Linked DNA regions of Zea mays: region 1 is linked to region 2. Evidence: chromatin contacts called from public Hi-C data. All regions are on one chromosome and are shown on one strand. The core of a region is the stretch at or near the end of the contact, and the rest is flanking DNA. Distances in the headings are between cores, read along the strand shown. Region 1 holds the start of LOC103641376 (Embryonic flower 1-like protein). Region 2 holds the start of LOC100280384.

The links. A called contact is a pair of places that touch in the nucleus more often than the background predicts.
Region 1: a contact with region 2 is called in a Hi-C map of leaf, with 6 times the contacts expected there. The contact joins the promoter of LOC103641376 here to the promoter of LOC100280384 in region 2.

What each region holds. Positions count from the first base shown.
Region 1 is chr10:90,880,837-90,883,536 of Zm-B73-REFERENCE-NAM-5.0, forward strand. LOC103641376 (Embryonic flower 1-like protein) reads left to right here and starts at 1,317. Exons shown (of 5, transcript XM_008664727.3): 1 at 1,317-2,700.
Region 2 is chr10:90,417,951-90,420,650 of Zm-B73-REFERENCE-NAM-5.0, forward strand. It overlaps LOC100280384, which reads right to left and starts at 1,411. Exons shown (of 5, transcript NM_001153309.2): 1 at 1,240-1,411; 2 at 827-1,052. The coding sequence starts at 1,305. It also overlaps the pseudogene LOC100384025.

The DNA of each region.
Region 1 (2,700 bases), core at 67-2,566, 460 kb after region 2:
TTCTATGACACAATTAATATGAGTAAAGATGAAAAGTAGAAAGGCAAGATTATTTGCAACAAAAAAAAAAGATACCTTGCTTGGAGTAGTAGTTCTATCAATGGATCCACACAACACGCTTCAGTGCGCAACGTAGCATAAGATAAGAACAAAATGTGCAGTTATGCATGCGCCGCGCCGAAGAATATATATAAGAAAGTGATAAACGAATTTGTCTATAATAGGATTGTGTATTTTGCTAGTTATTAAACGAACATATTTCTTTAAAATAATCAAAAAAAGTTGAACCAAATCTATAGCCAAACAGTGTAAATTAATATAATTTTATTTGCAAATATATATGTATGTATATGTATATGTGTGTGTGTAAAGGAAAAAAAAACAAACTAACGTTCTAGTAGTTTAAATGCATTGCTGATTGTTAGTTTTAGTTACCGCTAAAAACCAAGTCATTCATTCAAATAAGTCTTTTAGTCCTTCATATAAACTTCTTAACTTAGGTGTCCATTTATTTATGAGGTAAATTTTGCTTCTTTTTTTCAAATCAAATTTTTTGAGATTTGCATAATACATTCATGTTTAATTGTTGGATCTTATATCCTATCATCTAGCTAGAGCAATTTATTCCTTTTAGCCATAGTCCTCCCTATTCTCTCTACCACCCTACCTTTCCTTATCAATACAATTTATGCTCCTCTCATCAAAATTATACATCCATCGTCAATTTTCCAGCTTCTATACACACTCTTATTTGTAATTAACATCATTTAGTTTCACCACTCCATCGCTCTTCCATCTCCACTATCAGTATGTCTCCAAAAATCATCTCAACTACCAATATGTTTCCACTATCTGACTATGAGTAATTAACTCTCACACTGGCATTATATGGAGTAGGCACTCCAACTCAATCTTTTTTAGTGGTGGTTTAACTAGTCAGCATGACTCGGTATTGATATCGGCAAGTTGGAAGATATAGACAAATTCACAGCATAAGCCAGCTTCTATACACCCATGTTAATTTCAGTAGGATTCCCTATCCCACTTGTCTTTTTTGTAACCGTAGTTGTCAAATATGTCACCAAATGTTATTGCCAGCTAACCTAAGGGTGCTAGCAGACATTGCTTAGTCACCACAACTCGATCTTTATCTAGTGGTAGTCCAGCAAGCATGTTGCATTATTGATATCATAAAGCTTAGATACAGGTAAATCCTCATCATAAGTTAACTTTTTATACAACCTTATTAATTTTAGTAAGGCCAACACTTGCCTCTTCTCTATTAAACCCAATAGTCGGAAACTCCACCAACGGTCATTACAGCTAACCTTACGCTGGTGGGACAATTATTATTAAGCACCCCAATACCCGATCTTTCCTGGTGGCAGTCCAACTAACATGCCTCCCTGGTGATATTCTAAAGATAGCATATACAGGTAAATCCACACCATTAGTTAGCTTCTATACACTATTGATAATTTCAGTAATACTCTCTGCCCCACTTGCCTCTTCTATTTATCCCAACTAGTTATCATATACATCGCTAATGATCATTGCTAGCTAACTTGATGTTGGCGGAACATTAGTCTAAAGCGCACCAACCTAGTACTTCCTAGTGGTTGTTCACCTAACATGCTCCCAGGTTGATATCCTAAAGCTAGCAGATCCAAGTAAATTCACACATCATAAGCCAGCTTTCTACACATTCTTGTTAATTTCAGTAAGACTTCTTGTCCCACTCTCTTCTGTTAATCGAAACTAGCTGTCAGATACATAGCCAACAACCATTGCCAGCTAACATGACGTTGGAGGGTCATTAATTAAGCACCTCAACCGAATTTTTCCTAGTGGTAGTCCAGCTAACATGCCTTCTTGTTGATGTCATGAAGTTAATAACATATCCAGGTAAATCCATGTTGTATGCCTTAGATCTTGCAACTATATTTAATTTGGAAATCAAATTTTGATTCCGTTGTGAAAGCTTAGCAAGTAAGTTAGATGTAGCCATATGCCCATCGCCTACAGAAGCTTTATCAGGGATCCTCACATGAAGTCACCTAGCCTACATCTCCATCTATCCGTTATAGCCAGTGGATCGAGACGTAATTCAATTGTCATGGCAATACCATATACTAATTTCACTAAGACTCTTTTTCCCACTCATTTCTCTATTAATCCCAAAAGATACATTGCAAACAGTCATTGCCATATAATCTGACGTTGGTGGGGCATTAATTAAGTGCCCCGAATCTTATCTTTTTCGGTGGCATCCAGCTAACATGCCTTACTATTGATATGATAGAGCTAGCAGATCCAGGTAAATCTACGTCATGAGCCTTCAATTCTATGACTATATTTAATTCTCAAATCAAATTTTGATTCTTTCATTGAAACTCTGCAAGTATTAATTAAGTTATATCTAGCTACCCATCGCCTACGGGACGTTGATCAAGGGTTCTCACTCGAATTCGTCCAACCTACATGCATCTCCATCTCTACCTATTAAAGCCATTGGATCGATACGTAATTCAATATATTATACTTGGATGATATCTCCAGAAAACATTGTACGGGGTTCATTTGCGAGATTTTCCGCTTCTACTATCAATTAATAAATACACTAGTTAGTTGCCCATATGCATCGCTATAGTTTCTATATATCATATACGATTTCATAATTTATATAACACAAACCAACAT
Region 2 (2,700 bases), core at 161-2,660:
AACATCGAAGAAGACCAGCCTCACACCGGTAGGGGTCTCGGGATATTGTAGAGATTGCTTATTAGGCAAGTCGGGGAAGGTTTAGAAATCCGAACTCCACTTGGGATCCATATTAAAATAGATAGTGGGAGACTCCAATACAAAGGGAAGACAGGTGAATTGGAGAGTGCGGGTGCGAATGAAACCAAACACCGCCCTCTAGTTACAGGGTGGATCTAGAATTTTTTTAAACTTCAAATGTTCAAAATGGCACGATCCAATCAGGAGATGACACGTGGCAACAAGCGTTCGATATCGTCCGATCTCTAGCATGCAGGTCGGTACTGACCAGTTCGACTCTAACGCGATCGTGGCATGCCCATCGATTGACTGGTCGAACCGACCCGTGTTGGAATCGAGCCCGTCAGTACCCATTGCCTGCTCCACCACGGCCGGTAACGACCAAACTTAGACCCACCCTAACACACATCAATTTATTCTAGAAGTCCTAGGCTCCTAAGCTGAAGCTGACATTCAGATCACTCAATTGCGAAAGAAGGTACTATGGACCTGTCTGGCACAACTTATTTTCAGCTTCTTCATATATTTTTCTTCACAGATTTAAGCAGAAGTTATATCAAACATGGAGCTTCTACAGCAGATTATTAATTCAGCTGCTTATCAGAATGGACTAAAAGCAGACAATAGGTAAGAAGTTGTTTTTCACCAGATTATCGGATAAGCTGCTTTTTTAGCCGGCAGCGGTTGTGCCAAACAGGGCTTATGTAAGGATATGATAATGTGCAAGAGAAGCCAGCACTCCAGCAGCCGCAATAAGTACACGAACCTTGCACGTCGATGAGCACGGCCGTGTCGGGCATCGTGATGGCCTGGTAGGCCGCCGGGAGGGCCTGTCCCTGATGGTTGCCGGGCACGACCATCTGCACGGGCTGGCCCTGGTGGTAAGGCACCGCCTCTAGATGGTGGGGCGGATGCTGCTGCAACGGCGCGCAGAGCTGCACGCCGGCGTCCTGCGGTCTCTTACCCTGGAGAGGAAGCACGCCATGGAGCTCCTGTTTCATCGTGACACCACGAATCCCGGAATCCGTCAGCCACAGCGAACCGAAATCGCAACTGGTAAGCCATAGCCGAACCAGTCAGGAACCAGGCGGCCATCGCCCGCCCCACCGGCACAGGCAGTTGACCGACGACAGCCCGGGCGCGAGGGGGGGGGAGGGGGGAGGAGGCCCGCGCGCGTACCTTGGAAGGCGGGAGGACGACGGGGGAGGCGGAGGCGACGGCGAGGAGGGACAGGTCCCCCACCATCGATTGCTGCTCGCGGCCGTGGAGAGATGCGACGATAGGAGGAGGCGAGCGGGCGTGCGGGGTGGTAGGACGGATAAAAACGGGTGTTACCGGGGACGAACGTGTGGAGGCGGCGACGCTGGGGTGGCGTGGAGCGACGGTGGCTTGGGGAAAACCGGGCGATTTAGCCCCGCCGCGGCGGTGGAAAACGAGCGATTGGGGAATTTTTGGCCGGGGCGTGCGGACGGACCGGAAGTCGAGGGCGTTTCTTTTCTTTTCTGTGATGGGCGACAAAGATTCGGGGAATCTGCTGGGGCCGTGGCCCGTGGGTGTGCGTGGACGCTGGACGGTGGACCAGCAGTCCACCACCACCGGCGTCTGATATTTTTTTTCCAGCCCACCAGGGAGAGATCAGGACGAAGGCGCGAGACCACCAGGACTGGATTGTGACCGTGACTCGTGGGTCCCACCTCAAAAGACGGGGCCGCGACCCGAACCCGATCGAGTTCAGCTGCGCAACCAACCTACTAGGCCCAAAAAAAGAAGACAAAAAGGCCCAGGTAGCATACTAGTCTAGCCCAACTTGGGTTTCGCTGAAAAATAAAAACAGAGAGAGAGATGGCGAGTTTCCCGCGGTCTCCCCGCGCGCGCGCCCCCAAATTCCCGCCAGGAGCCGCGCCTGCAGGCTGCAGTGAACCGACAGCGCCCCCGCCCGCCGAGTAGTCGGCATCAGCATCCGCCGAGCCGCCAGCGAGAGAGGGACACACACAGGGGGAACAAGACGACCATGTCCTCCTGGGACGACGACGACGACTCTGCTGCTGCGGCGGCGGCCACGGACGTCGAGCTGCTCAAGCGGGCGTGGCGCGACGAGAAGGCCGCGCCGGAGATCCTCCGCTTCGACTTGCCCCTCGTTTCCCGCGTCCGAGAGCAGATCCAGCTCCTCGTACGCTCTTCTCCCTACCCGTCTTTGCAGTGCCGGAGCCTGAGCTGGACACCTTCGTCTTCTGCAAGACCAAGAGCGACGTAGGCGCGTTCCAGCTAGATGACATGTAAGTGGCCCCGGCCCCAAACACGCGTCTCCACCCACCTCTTTGCCTTGCACCCTTCAAGCTCTGCTGACCTTGACGCTCCCCCTCCTTGAAGAGGCGAGGAGGTCGTGGACTTGGTCGCTGATGACCTCTACGTTCTTCGGTACAAGTCCATCAAGGGACTCGTCGAGAGCAACCGGATCGACCTTGTTTGGTGTCAGTGGCGGTGGCGCCGCGAGCCGTCAGGGTCTGCAGGACACAGCATGCAAGCATGGGAGATGCGACGGCAAAGGCTTGTAAGTTGTAACATGTCATGAATCTTTTGGTTCAGGATTCTTTTCGAGTCGTGGAAAGTAAGGGATCAATGGAAGAAAAATACTAAGCA